5 separate regions of the Sus scrofa genome follow, and regions 1, 2, 3 and 4 are each linked to region 5. A link is a contact called in public HiChIP or PLAC-seq and promoter capture Hi-C data. All regions are on one chromosome and are shown on one strand. Each heading gives the region's core, a stretch centred on a gene start, on an enhancer-like site or on the middle of the called end of the contact. The rest is flanking DNA. Distances are from core to core; before and after follow the strand shown. Region 1 holds the start of PCNP (PEST proteolytic signal-containing nuclear protein). Region 2 holds the start of ZBTB11 (zinc finger and BTB domain-containing protein 11). Region 3 holds the start of SENP7 (sentrin-specific protease 7). Region 4 holds the start of CLDND1 (claudin domain containing 1). Region 5 holds the start of TBC1D23 (TBC1 domain family member 23).

Region 1 (2,716 bases), core at 128-2,627, 1.2 Mb before region 5:
AACTGTTGTTTCATAAACCATTCTACTAGTTTTAATTTAAAAAAGACAAGAGGGGAATGAGAAGGGGGAAGGGAGTTTGGGCTCAACTAACAGCACTGTACATAACTTTTGAAAAGGAAAGTCTGGGTCCAAAGTAATCGAACACTGATTACACTTTTCTCAATTTTTGATCCCAAGTCAATTCACATTAAACTTGTTGGAAGGTCCAAATAGTTGTCCTCATAGACTATTAATCTTATGTATGTTTTAGTATTAAAAACTTTCAGGGATAAGACTTTAAGGAGAGTTAGAATCGAGTGTAGTACTTAAAACGTTCTAAAGACATTATGATCAGCTTGCACGTGTTGTCACCAGCCTAGTTAGGACAAAGGGGCGGGAGGGCTGGAGAGATTACATGCTATTTATTTTCCTTAATGCACAAGACCCAAATTTAGAGGGGTGGAGGTGACAGAATAAAGATAGCTGTAACTTGAGTTTACCTCGTAACGAAATACAGGAAAAGTCACACTAGCCTATTTAGCCACCTTAATATCTGGCATGAAGTTAGCTGGCAACAGCCTAGCTCAGAAAAGGCAGACACTGTAAAGAAAGGCAACCAAACCCTAACCCTAGACCCCGCAGATTAAACCAGGAGGCAGGCAAATGTATTCCTCGCCCCCCGCCCCAATCGCCTCCATATATCCCGTTACAGGATCAGTATTAGGCTTGAAAATAAAGAAAGGAAAAAGGCCGGAGTCGTCCGCCTTCTTAGAGAAAAGGGAACAGCAAACTAACTCCTAGGTGTAACTGAGAGGCCCCGGCACCGTCGGAAACTCGGCCTGCGGCCACAGCTGGATAATTCGCACTGGGTGAGCCCGCCTGAGCGTTTTGTGTGATGTGCGTCTCCGGTGTGGCGGTAGCGGCTCCTGCACCGCGACTCCTAGTCCTACCCCGAGTTCGGTCCTCCTGTCTGGGGCCCATCTCCCTTCTCTTCGGAAGCAGGGCCTCCGCTGGGGCCGAGAAGTGACGAACAGTGACCGGCTGTACCCCGGCAAGAAGGTGATGTGGGCTCAGATCCCAGCGGGCCGCACCGGGCGTGCCCGGGGCTCGTCTGGGCCCAGCGCCTGGCCGGGTGAGCGCCAGATCCGCCCATTCTCGCCCCAACCTACTCCCCCCACCCAGGGAAGCTCAAAGAAAGGCCCAGAGCATCCCACGTAGCCCGCGACGCTGGGGTTGTGTTCACCTCCGGCGGCTCCAGCTCGCTGCGGCTTCTCAGGCTTCTCCTCTCCCGCCTTCCCGTCCGCCATTTTCCCCGCCGCGGCCTCCCCTGCAGCCACGCCAAAGACGTCACGGCCCTGCCCAGCAACCATTGAGCTTCGGAGCCAGCCGTGGAAGAGGCAGCCTAGAGCGGCCCTAGAGATAGGCAAGAGGCCCTTTCCGAAACGGAAGTGGATGTGACTTCACCGGCGAGTACCTCCGAGGGAAGGGTGGGGGAAGTTGGATGGTTCTGCGGATCGCTGGTTAGGAACTTTCGGACTTCAGTTAGATTTTCATGGTCCAGAAGCGGTTCCGAAGAAGTTAGAGGAGGTTGGAGCATAATTCTAGAAACGTTGGTGAAATTATGTACGATCTCTGCAGACCGGTGGTGTGGTGGCAGCCAAAGCCAGTAGGCTCTTTCATTCTGGTTTTGCTAGCTCTAGAGTACCTACTCAAAATAAACAAACAAACAAAAAACAAAAAACAAAAAAACCCCCCAAAACCCAAATTCTAGGGGAAATCAACGTTTATTGGGCGCCCCCTTGTGTCAAACACTACCTCGTTTTAATCGCAATAGTCCGATGAGGAATCATCCTCTTTTTAATTAGATGTGAGCGTTGAAGCCAAAGAAAAATTTGTCCAAGGTCACGTAGGCAAGTGGTAAAACTTTTTTTTTTTTTTAACATGCCGCAATTTCTGTGTCAAGACGAGTTACTTTATTATGTGAAGACCTCAGTAGTTTCTGCCTTGCTCAGAAACCTTTAGGGGATACCCAGGTTTGCAGAATCAAGTCCAAGCGTTATATTGGGCCGCAGCCTAACTTTTCAGCTTTTTTTCAGCCTTTTTCCTCTATATTTATACTGCCCTCTTGCTACACAGGGTCGATTCCTTGCCTAGGGAAGTGTAGTTTCTGGGTTTGCCCTATAATATGCTGTGATTGTTACAAAAATTGATCTTAAAGGAGCCAGAAGTTGAGTTTGAATCCTTTTACTGGCTGAGTAAATCTTGTTGGTTTCTTACTGCCTACAGACATATGGCTTCCTTCTGTATAAAATGCAAATAATAATATTATTTGCTCAAAGAGTGATTTTGCTACCTGCAACTTGCAGCAACCCAGGAACCTCAATCCACTGAGCAAGGCCAGGGATTGAACCCCCATCCTCATAGAGACAAGGTAGGGTCCTTCACCTGCTGAGGCACAACAGGAACTCCTTACCTCGGTATATGTTTTTTTAAAAAAAACTCCTTAGATGGCTCAAAAGTTCTTTGGGAGTTGCCGCTGCAAAGAGATCAGCAGTATCTCTGCAGCACCAGGACACAGGTTCAATCCCCCACCCACCGCAGTGGGTTAAACTATCCAGCATTATGGCAGCTGTGGCATAGGTCAAAACTATGGCTTGGATCTGATCCCTGGCCCAGGAACTCCATATGCTGCAGGGTGGCCAAAAAAAAAAAAAAAAAAAAAGTTCTTTGACCACAG
Region 2 (2,757 bases), core at 137-2,636, 1.3 Mb before region 5:
AGTGCTTTCACAGGTTGTATCTTAACAAACAGTGCAGGGGAATTTCTTTTAACTTGGCTTCTCTGCCACATACATGACTTGATTACCCAACAATTTTAATATACTTAGTTTCACAGGAAAACAGTGGTAGTGCTGACCCAGCACAATACCCTTGGAAGGGTGGATCTGGACCACCCACTCTGGGTGCCCCACCCCGTGGAGGCGGGGGAGGAATGCGTGTCTGCTTCTAATACCTCCTACCCCAACGGTAATTTGTGGAATGAGCAGCCTATGTAAACCCTAATCCTGGCAGCTGTATTTTCTGGGCCTGGCAGTTCAGGTACCAATAGCTAGAATATTAAACTGCCTTAAGTATCTCTGGCCGTTAGGAAATTCTGACACCCCCCCCTCTTTCCCCCGCCCCCGCTGCCCAAGCACGGTGCAGACTGCACTCCATTCTTTGAGCCTACTGCTTTCAACTGTGGTCTGTCTTCACTTGTATCCGTAAGGGTTAGACCCTCACCCAAGCGACTGCAGACTCCAGGATGGGATGTAAGAGGGTTGGCCCAGGGTTTTCAGGCTCCAGTTTAAGCACTAACAGCGCTCTACCCCAGTAGCTTTAAATGTCATAGGCCTGTGTCTCTAATCTGCGTTGCATATCCGACCTAGGGACGGGTTGACCAGGACCGCTCCAGGCTAAATATCTCAACTAGAATGCACATTGGAAAACGTAGGTCGAATTACCTTGGCCTTTTGTGCCTTCAATATATGTTGGGTGTAAAATGGAAAATTTTTCCTCCCAAGCTAATGTGAAAATATATGTAAATAAGCTGTAAGGAAATAGTGTTAGCTAGTCTAAGTGCCCTCACTGGTAGAAAATCATCACTGAATCAACCGATAATTCCAGGAAAACCATGCGTAGTTTTGAACCAGCTGATTCTTAGAAATTACAGTAACTCCTATAACGGAGAGACTTGGATTTTATAACACTGGAAGCTACATTTCCGTGTAAAAGGGCATTCTTTGGTCTTGTATCCCTTGACTAATACTTTACTAAGAGCCTCAAAATCTGGCGTATTTGCGTTGTCGAGGGTCTCCAAGCGTCGTCACGTAGGAAAAAAAGGCTCCTTTACATCCTAAGGTATCACCGAGGGTATAAACAACTGCCCACAAGCTCCTACACGTGCTCAGAGCATGGGAAAGAAGGGAAAAATCAAAAGGGAAATTGCCAGGACTTAAGATGTCTGCCCCAAACCACTTCTGTCTCCCCAGAAGGGCCTACCCGCTTCCAAAATGTCCGACCGCAGTCCTGACGTCACTCAGTCCGCTAGATCAATCCAGAAAGCCTCTGCACTCCAGCTCCAATCAGGGCTTAGTCCCCTCACCCACTGCCCTTGATTTGCGTCACTTCCGGTGGTGCAGCAGCCATTTTGTCAGTCGCCAGCGGATCCCGCGCGCTGGAGAAGTGCAGTTCCCCCTGGTTACCAACTCGTCGGTTCTCCCTCCGCGCTGCGGGCGCCGTCGAAGAGTATTCACCACAGACACAGTCGTAACTCCCTACAGTGCTGCCGCCGTTGTTGCATCCGCCTGGAGCCAGTGCACTGTTTTTCTCTCCTGCCATTGACAGGCGCCCTCAGGGAGCCGCCGTCAGCGATGTCAAGCGAGGAAAGCTACCAGGCCATCCTGCGCTACCTGACGAACGAGTGCGAGCCATACGCGCCGGGCACCGAGGGCAATGTTAAGCGTAAAATCCGTAAGGCAGCCGCCTGCTACGTGGTGCGCGATGGGACCTTGTACTACCAGCGACGGCAGAGGCACCGCAAGACCTTCGCCGAGCTGGAGGTAGTGCTGCAGCCCGAGCGGCGCCGGGGTCTCATCGAGGCGGCGCACCTGGGTCCAGGCGGCACTCACCACACCCAGCATCAGACCTGGCACGACTTGTCCAAGACGTATTGGTGGCGAGGTAGGACCTCGCCCGCGGCAAGGGGGAGGGCGGGCGGCTTGCTGCCTGGCTAGGCCCGCAGGTGGAGGCAGGCCTGTGTGCATCGCCAGTGTGAGGGCCCGCACTGCTCCTCTCCGGCACCACTCGCCGGTCCAGCCTGGCCTGCGCTTAGCGGCGGAGTGGCTGCCAGGCGGAGCCGAGAGGGTGGGGGACGTGAAAGGAGCCGCACTTCCCACAGGAAGGAGGCCGGGGAAGCTGGGGGGCGGGTCCTGGCTCGGGGTGGGGCGAATGGGGGCTTCCCCGGGGGCCGGCCCAGCCACGGGGAGGGGCTGGGACTCGCGGGCGGCTCCCGGCCCTCCTCTTTCGGTAGCTCGGGAGGCGGTGGCTCCTGCTCTTGGCGGAAGTTTCTCGGCGGCGGGAGGCGGGCGGCGGTTGCGGTGCTCTGTATTGTGCGTTTTGAGTTCCTGTTTGTGCCGATGGTTGGGGGAAGGGACGGTCCGCCAAGAGTCCGGAAGCTTTCTGCAGGGCGTTCCACTAGGGTCTTGGCCAGTGGTTTTGAGGTTCTGCGTGTCCACTTGCCGGGATTCCTCATAGCACGCTACTGCGGCGTAATTAAGGAATCATGCGATTTTGTGCAGAAGTGATTTGGAGTGACTACGTGGAAACAGGGTTTTTTGGCTTTTGCTGTTGTTTGAAAGTCATTTTGGGCCCTAGTTTTTAGAGCAAGGATTTAATAGCAGATATTTTGAATTCTGAATGTTATATTTTTACATAGTGTTATAAGATTTTTTTTTAGTATATATCCCGTTGATAATGTGAAGAGCGCTTTGAAAACC
Region 3 (2,726 bases), core at 110-2,609, 1.2 Mb before region 5:
CTTTAATACTACTTACTTTTAAGGAAGCTGTCAGATTGGATGGAAATGGATCAGGCCCACTTACAACCTCCCCATCTCTCAACTCTATTTCCATATTTTGTAATTAATTTGTTTTTTAAAATACTGGCTAAGTCAGTATGATTGGGTTAAATAAGTCAATTAAAAAAGTTGATTTGAGGAAACTAAAAATTCAGATTTTTTTCAGTAAGCAGTGTTTTTATTTGTTAAACAGAAACTTGAGCCTCTAAATGAAATCATTAGAGCGAATTTCCTTCCCGGCAAGCCTGGAAGTATTTCTGCTTTTCAGCCATTCCTGCCCAGTAAAACATTCCCCCCAGCCCAATAGGCATTAGCACCTGGAGTCTTACCTCCACCTCAGCACAGGCCACACAGTAATTCAGATGCATGGCTCAAGAAGAAGGAGCCAGGGCTCTAGTGGTGAGTTGCGCAGGTCCCTTTACCAGCCTAGAAATGGGGGAGGGGGAGCAGATATTAAAACTCTTGTAACATCCCAGTATCGTTTTACCTCTGACTGGAACGCTCTGCTTAATTTTGTTAAACTTATTGTGATGAAAGCTTAAACATAAAACGTTATTCAAATGTGTACATTATAGCTAATAAAACACGTCAATTTTTTAAACTGATGGGCTCTGTGAAAGGATTAAAAAAAAAGTCTACAAGTACTAGTCGTTGAGTTCACTGAAGGCAGGTTATTTCCTTACCAACTGTAAATGAAAGTTATTTGAACAAATTCATTTACAGCCATCCACTTTCAGGCATCTCAGCATTTTGTTTTAAAAAACTGAGGCCCAGCTCCGCCCCCTCCAGGACTTTAAAAATGATGAGCTTTAAATTTAAAGAGATATTTTCTGTAACTGCGATATTTTCTCCTCACTCCTTACTTAATTTCCACTCCAACTGCTAAATCAACAGCTACGCAACTTATTTTTGTGGTGTTAAAATCTTTTTGTTTGAGGAAGCGCCTTGAAGACAAATATATAGGCGAGGTCCTGAGGAAAGTAATACTGCAAAAAGGGTAATGCTTTATCCTGCTATTCCTGTGATCCCCTCGCGGGATCCAGCGAAGTGATGAAATTCTTAGTTTCCCCGCTTTAACTGCTAGTCAACCTAGTCTTCAAAGTCAACAACCCCTTACGATCTCGGGCTAAAACCTCGCAAAAAGCCTCAGTTTCCCACAGAGGGAGAGAGAGTGAAAAAAGCGCCACCAAGCAAACACTTGCGGGTAACCCGCAGAGAAAACAACTCCCAGGAAGTGATTTCCGGATGGAGGTGGGAGGGGAGGCTAATTTCCGGTCTGAGGGCAGGCGACGACTTTTGCGCAAGCGCAATTCGCACTTTCCTGGCTTTTTTTTTTTTTTTTTTTTTCCCTCCCCTCCGTCTCCCCTCTCCCTCCCTCCCCCAGCCTGAGGGGTCTTGAGGTGACAGCGACTGCAACTGCGACTCTAGCAGTAGGAGGAGAAGATGGACAAGGGGAAAGCCGGGCGACGGCGATCTTCATCCGGTGAGAAAGGGTCGGAGGCGCTAAGCATATTGTCTTCTACCTTGGGCAAATGGAAGGCACAGACGGCGACGGGCGCTGCGGCCGGGAGCTGCGAGAGCTTGGGCTCCGGCGGGGGCGGGGAGGGGAGAGGAGGGAGTGGAGGGCGCGCACAATGGAAGGCTCCCGGCTTTCCCGGGCCCCTGCGAGTTGCGGACCCAATCCGAGCTGTCACCAAAGCCTTGGCCGCTCTTCATACTGTCTCCCCTTTCATGTTTCCTTTCCTTTCGCGAGCACCTTGCCTGGGTCTCATCGGCCCACGTATCTTCCCGGTTGGCTTGTCGCTCTCCTGCCACGCCTTCTTAATTCCACCAATGTTTCTGTTTCATTTCGAGCTTCTCAGTGCGCGACCCTGCTTTCCTCTCTTTGATTCTCGACTTGGCCTCTTTCTCACCCCTCACCTCCCGGCAGGTAGAAGCGGTTGCAAAGAAGGAAAGGCGGGGCTTGCTAATTGACACTTCTTTCCTCCTAAATGCTGCCAAGGGTCTCGTCTTTTTGAGCAGGCCCGCTTAATAACCTTTACTTTGCCAGTCTCCCCCTTCTCCCGAAAGTGATTAAAAAGTCGAACAAAGGATTTGAAGCCTTGTTTCGTTGTGTTTTTATTCTCAGCATATTTTCGTTTCTGAAATTGCTTTACGGGTTAGATGACTGTCTTCAGTTTGGGGTACTTCATCTTAGAAACACAAAATTGGAGTTGCAAGACGTAAAGTAGAGCTCCTTCCAGTCAACAAGTTTTTGTTAAAGAACTCATCTATTAAGGTTACCGCAGTTTCTCTGCTAAGTCCCGTGGATCTACCAGAGGAGGAGGGAACAAGGGCTCTTTAATAAGCTTAGAGCCTAATACACCAACATTTGATAAATCATTTATTTCATTTCATTTTCTCATTTCTTACTGTGCTGTCTATTGTTGCATAGGCAGTCTTAACAATTCTAAATTTATTTAGGAGTGCCCTTGTGACAGTGCATTTCAAATGTTTTTTGGCCTTATCCACAAGGGAGAGGGAACAGAGATCTCTGGGACACAGGTTAAAGCAGTTAAAATCTGTAATTCCTTTTCATAAGCAACCAATGTTACCATTTGTGTGTGTGTGCGTGTGTGTGTATTCTAGAGATATTCTTTGCCTTTCAAAATTTATGTATATATATATATACATATATACACAAACGT
Region 4 (2,874 bases), core at 259-2,758, 1.7 Mb after region 5:
AGCTTGAAGTGTTATTCCCTGGTCTCAATTCTCTTGTCCATGAACTGAGGTGGTGTCTTCCTCTTCCTTTTCTAAACTTCTCTTTAACCTGGATGTATTGTAACTTCACTAGAGATATAGTTCTGAAGGTAGGGAATTTCTAGAGAAGGTCAATGTATATAGCCATTTCCTTGTGAATAAATGCATGGAGGGGCTCTAAATGCAAATTAACAATTTACTGTGCACTGCTACCATTTTCTCTGGTTGGTTCCTCTGACAATTCTCCTCTGGCAAGGTATTCTACATGAAAATCCAGTCATATTTGAATATTATATTCTATTACCTTATTTTACTTATGTGTTAGATATGAATAGCAGTTCAACTTAGGCAAAAGAAATATAGCTAAAGATAGAGAAACAGATAGCTATGTCTTCAGTCTGTCAGGGTGGTAGAAATTTAGTATCAGCCTGGGGCTCCCACCTTTCTCCTGTTCTGTAGCTAAATTTGAAGGCATTTGAGGGGTGAAGTAGGGTTTGACAGCACCTCTGGTCCTTGAGTTGGCCGTCTCTGTAGGTACCTGTTGAGAAACCTATCATTGCTGGTCTCATGCCACATTCATGGGTCTATACACATCACTACAGAGATGTCCCTGCTTTCTGTCTGTGAATTTATATGCAATACTTGAAGGCTCATTTTGTTTTCTCTGAGCCATAAAGTCATTTGCAGTCTCTCAGGTTGTGCATGATTCTTTCTGCTTAAGGCAATGTTCTCAAAAATTCAGTCTTTTTCATACTATATAAACAATTTTTTATTCACTTTTTTTGACATATCTGGGACTCTCAGCATTAACTTAATGTTTTTCTTTAACTAACTGTAATTAATTTTAAAAGGGTGCTTTACTACAATAGAAAATATCACTTGCCATAAAGAGAAAGCAGCCAACAAACAAAAATTGTATGAAACCCAAAGGATGCCATTACATGCTAGTTGGATACTGTCTGTCAGATTACATCCTTCTTAGTCTAAACTTAAGCAATAAAATCAGAAAGACTATCTGGTGCAATGAGAGCGAGGTTGTGAGAGAGTAAGTCAATGGGTTATCATCTCGAAAGTATAATCTCATTGCTGTTCACAAGTAGGGTAGTGGTGAGGAAAACACAAGATTGGAAAATCCGACTCATAAAGTCACAACTAATGAGTATCAGTGACCAGGCAGGTCGCCTTACTTGGTGGACGTTCGTTCCTTCCTCAGTAAAAAATAAGAATCCAACAGCCCAGACCTCCCTTTCGCGTACCGACTGCCCCTCCGGAGCCGAACTACACCTCCCACAACTCGCCGCGCGCGGCGCCGGGAATGCCGTCCGCTGCCTCTCGCTGCTTTTCCTCTGTCCCTCCTACAACTCCCACAAGCCCCCTCGGCTCTGTGGCCAGGCCCAGCCCGGGGTGGAGGCGGAGGCGGAGGCGCGGGAGTTATGGAGGGGGCGGGCTCTGCAGGGAAGTGCGTCAGAAGAGGCGTGGGGAGAGTAGGGTTCTGTGGTTTGAGCTTGAGGGTGAAGCTGGCGGAGCAGGAGGATGGGCGGTGAGTGAGCGGGGCCGGCGTCGCTCGGCAGGGGTCGCGTAGCTGTTGGACGTTTCCAGCCGTTTGAAAAGGGGCCCCCTACCCGGGCGCGGCCGGGGTGTGCGGGTTCTGAGCGGGGGGCTGTTGCGGGGCTTTTCCCTCGGCCGAGCGGTCTGGGGAAGGGCCTGCCCCGGTCACTGAGGCCCCTGGCTGGACCGCGCAGGGCTGCCCGGCCGTAGCTCTGGCTAGTCTCGACCCCCCGCCCGGCCACGAGGTGCGTCCCGCGAGGTGACAGCGCTAGGCGTCCGGCCTGGGCGAACTGCCGCTCCGGTGCCCGGGACCTTTTAAGGTCATTTGAGAGCACAAGGATGAAAAAGGATTAAAAAAGAATAAAAATACAAACCCAACCTCTGGAGTTAAAGTTAATTATTGTAATTGCTCTGGTCTCTCCTGAGTCACTTGCCATTTTCCAAACTCAGCAGCCCCAGTTTGCGAGCCTGTTTTCGTACTCCTTTTAAAGGTGTTTGGTGCGGTCATGGTATATACTTGCAGTATTTGACTCAGCTTGATCCGGCTTGAGTCATTTTACTGCGGCCATTTACTACTGCCGTTGAGCCCTGTCCACGCCTTTGGAGTGCTTGTATTTTGCCCGATTCTGGGTTTTCTTTCTGGCTGAGGAGGAATCATTTAGTTTGCAGATGAGGAGGTTCAAAAGTATAAAGAATGAGGACGGTCGATAGGAGTGAAGACTTAGGCAGCGTTAAGGAGCTTGGTTTAGCTTTAATGGATTAGGGGCAGATTGATATCTAGCATTATTATATATTATTATTCTCTTTTCTATTTCTTGCGCCTGAAACAACCTTCTCTCTGGTTTAACAAGCGTTTTCAACTGTCTTCTGAATAGCTCTCTACTCTTAACCTTGTTTTGGAAGGTTTCCCTAATCAGAGGAAACTGGGAGGAGCCGATTTCCTCTGCTTCCTTTTCTGTTGGCGGACTTGCGTACAGAGAGATGGGACCGAGGCTTATTGCCAGGAAGCAGTGTTTATTTGTGCCTGCACCGGCTCAGGATTCATATCCATCGGCTGAGCCGAGAGCGCAGGGGGGCGTAGCTTTATATACCCTTCATTAGTTGCCCCTTTACATTTTAGCCCCTTTGTCTTCCTTATGGGGTAACATACATTTGATTAGATGGTCTATGCTACAGAGTTACGCATGCGCACACAGATGCTGATGATTCCACGTTGCCTTCCCTTTGTTCTGGGGGGGCCCTAACCACATTTCCTCTGCCCTTTTCACACCCAGACTCAGAACAGTTAATGCTCTGCAGTCTTTCCTT
Region 5 (2,723 bases), core at 210-2,709:
TGTATATGTATAATAGAAGCAAGCAAATCTAAAACTATCTAATACATGCTGTCAATACACTTAAATCCATTTTAAGTAAGTAAAAACTCGACAAGCTTCTAAAGGTTTTGCTTTTTTAAAATGACGTTAGCTTTAAAAGTGTTTTGGGAAGATTTCAAAAGTAGCAGACTTTTCCAGAGATTAACGACACTCTGTGACTAAAGTCTACCAAAAAATTGCTGGACGGAGTTCCCGTCGTGGCTCAGCGGTTAACAAATCCAACTAGGAACCATGAGGTTGAGGGTTCGATCCCTGGCCTTGCTCAGTGGGTTAAGGATCCGGCGTTGCCATGAGCTGTGGTGTAGGTCGCAGACGTGGCTTGGATCCCACGTTGCTGTGGCTCTGATGTAGGCCGGTGGCTACAGCTCCGATTCAACCCCTAGCCTGGGAACCTCCATATGCCGCGGGAGCGGCCCCAAAAAATGGCAAAAAGAAAAAAAAAAAAAGAAAAAAAAATTGCTGGAGGTCCTCATCACAACCCCCAGTATAAATCGGGTAAGCATGAAAAGGCCTGGGCGGAGCAAGAGCGATGTCCTACATCGCAACCCAAGCTCTGAAATCGAGCTGTAGGGAAAGTGGTAGGAAGGGAAAAAACTTGTGTGAAAGAGAAGATAGAAACTACTGGAACGTAAAATGAGAAATAAAAACTAGGACAAAAAATACCTCAATTATGTATGAGGGATCCTCCCTAGGTGTATTTCTCAACCTCTGAACCCTCGGGCAAAGGTCGGGTTAGCAATTTCAAGTGGTCTTTTCTTCAAGTATTCAGGTGCCTCAGATCTCCATACGCTAAACTTCTCTCCTAACCAGCCTAATGTAACTCTTCGGAGGCAGGAACTACGGCCAAACCAAGCCCTGAAGCCACATATCTCCAACATGTTTTGGAAAGCGGTGGATGAAAATGGAAGGCTGAAGTGAGGCCCAGCTCCTGGACGACACTCCCCTCCCTACGAGTCCGGCCTGAGACCCCTGGGCACGACAGGACTGCCAGAGGGGACCCGGCGGGCAGAGGGGGCGGGGCAGGGCGCCGGACTCGCAGGACTGGTCTTCCCGTTCCATACCGGCGCCTGCTGGTTCCTCGGGGACCGGCAAGGTGGTGACAAGGAAGAATAGAGGGGCAGTGCGAACCAGCCCAGGGCTTTCACTCACCAGCCGTCGCCGCTCGACGTTGGCGGTGGCGGGACCTCTTCTCCTTCCGCCATTGCTATTGACGTCCACGTCACTTTGCCGAAAAGTGGACCCGGCGCCGAGACCGACTGAAACCCAATGTCGCAAAAGGGCCTCGGAAGTCTGGGACTGAGCTTCTGGATGAGGGAAAGGAAGACTGGAGGAACTCAACGTCACGACGTCCCGAGGGCGAAAGGCAGCTTGGAGGAGGAGACTCGGTGAGGTGCTGCCCCGCCAAAGACTACGTGTCCCAGGATGCCGCAGGGCCTGGGCCGTGCGCAGTGGGCGGGGCTTGGTGAGGGCCTGCGCCCCAGTAGGAGGCCTTGTGAGCGTCGCTTCTTGGCGTCCAGTTAGCGTCTTCGTTCCGTCTTGGCGTCCTACTTGAAGTCAGATTTGAGAGGCCTAGAGAGTGGGGAGAGGAGGCGAGGTGAGAAGTCCACAGGGACGGTGGAGATAGGAGAGTCATATATGAACTATTTCCTAGAGTAACAGTTGTGTTTGAGGAGAGAGTGGGATGTGAGGAAAAGTCACAACCACCCCTCTTTGTGGGGTACGGTCACACGTACAAATGGTGACCACATACTTGATGTCTGAATAGAAGTCGTATTAAAAAAAAAAAAAAAAAAAAAGCGCTAAACAGTAAAGGAAATCTGCTCCAGCCGCCCACCTTTGTAAACATACCTTTCTAATATGGAAGATCAAGTCCAAATTTAGAATTCCGGAACTCTGTGGAGTTGCAGGCAGGGATCACTGCCACGTTTCTTCTCTTCCCGCGCCACTTCCCCCTTCACTCCAAATGAGAGGACACCACGGCCTCCACATCCAAGCTCAGTCCACACCATCACCACCAAAGCACCAGCTCTTTGTTTCCTCTTGACCACCCCTGGGCCTAACAGTAGACATGAGTTCAGGAGGTTGGACCTAGGGAGATGCTTTTGCAAATCCTGGACCCAATGCTCTTGAAATAGAGCCACATGTATCAATATAGATAATCTGGAAAATATGATGTTAAAAGAACAGAACAGACTGCAGAAGGGCAGATAAAGTACAGTGTCATATTGGGTGTTAAAAATAGGCAACATGGGAGTTCCTACTGTGGCTCAGTGGTAACCAACCCCACTGGTATCCATGAGGAAGTGAGTTCAATCCCTGGCCTTGCTCAGTGGATTAAGGATCTGGTGCTGCCATGAGCTGTGGTGTAGGTAGTAGACATGGCTCAGATCTGGTGTTGCTGTGGCTGTGGTGTAGGCCAGAGGCTACAGCTCTGATTGGCTCCTAGCCTGGGAATTTCCACATGCCTGGGGTGCAGCCCTTAAAAAAAAAAAAAGGGCAGCACAATGTATTTATTAATAGATGCATATATGCTTTTTAGAAATGCACCAGAATGATATATTAGAAAAATCGGAAGGGCAGTTCTCAAGGATAAACACAGCCAGACATTAGTTAAAGCAGCAAAACAGTTTGACAGTAGGGGAAAGGACTGAGCTCCATCCTGATTTGTTCAGAGATGATTAGGG

Evidence for each region. Promoter capture Hi-C pulls out the DNA fragments that hold promoters and counts their contacts. HiChIP or PLAC-seq counts read pairs in DNA pulled down with a chosen protein or histone mark.
Region 1: a promoter capture Hi-C map of liver shows a contact between it and region 5, with 4 times the contacts expected there. The contact joins the promoter of PCNP here to the promoter of TBC1D23 in region 5. A contact is called at or near these places in 1 of 5 promoter capture datasets (liver) and 1 of 2 datasets of contacts at active chromatin or transcription factors (alveolar macrophages).
Region 2: a contact with region 5 is called in an H3K27ac HiChIP or PLAC-seq map of alveolar macrophages. The contact joins the promoter of ZBTB11 here to the promoter of TBC1D23 in region 5. A contact is called at or near these places in 1 of 5 promoter capture datasets (liver) and 1 of 2 datasets of contacts at active chromatin or transcription factors (alveolar macrophages).
Region 3: a contact with region 5 is called in an H3K27ac HiChIP or PLAC-seq map of alveolar macrophages. The contact joins the promoter of SENP7 here to the promoter of TBC1D23 in region 5. A contact is called at or near these places in 1 of 5 promoter capture datasets (fetal liver) and 2 of 2 datasets of contacts at active chromatin or transcription factors (alveolar macrophages and skeletal muscle).
Region 4: a contact with region 5 is called in an H3K27ac HiChIP or PLAC-seq map of alveolar macrophages. The contact joins the promoter of CLDND1 here to the promoter of TBC1D23 in region 5. A contact is called at or near these places in 1 of 5 promoter capture datasets (liver) and 2 of 2 datasets of contacts at active chromatin or transcription factors (alveolar macrophages and skeletal muscle).

The regions. Positions count from the first base shown.
Region 1 is chr13:157,489,887-157,492,602 of Sscrofa11.1, forward strand. PCNP (PEST proteolytic signal-containing nuclear protein) reads right to left here and starts at 1,378. Exons shown (of 5, transcript XM_003132696.4): 1 at 1,223-1,378. The coding sequence starts at 1,349.
Region 2 is chr13:157,420,638-157,423,394 of Sscrofa11.1, forward strand. ZBTB11 (zinc finger and BTB domain-containing protein 11) reads left to right here and starts at 1,387. Exons shown (of 11, transcript XM_003132695.5): 1 at 1,387-1,942. The coding sequence starts at 1,633.
Region 3 is chr13:157,520,419-157,523,144 of Sscrofa11.1, forward strand. SENP7 (sentrin-specific protease 7) reads left to right here and starts at 1,360. Exons shown (of 22, transcript XM_013990164.2): 1 at 1,360-1,522. The coding sequence starts at 1,483. It overlaps TRMT10C (mitochondrial ribonuclease P protein 1), which reads right to left and starts at 1,270. Exons shown (of 2, transcript XM_005657119.3): 1 at 369-1,270.
Region 4 is chr13:160,396,016-160,398,889 of Sscrofa11.1, forward strand. It overlaps CLDND1 (claudin domain containing 1), which reads left to right and starts at 1,509. Exons shown (of 5, transcript NM_001243498.1): 1 at 1,509-1,558.
Region 5 is chr13:158,727,826-158,730,548 of Sscrofa11.1, forward strand. TBC1D23 (TBC1 domain family member 23) reads right to left here and starts at 1,460. Exons shown (of 19, transcript XM_021071307.1): 1 at 1,189-1,460. The coding sequence starts at 1,241.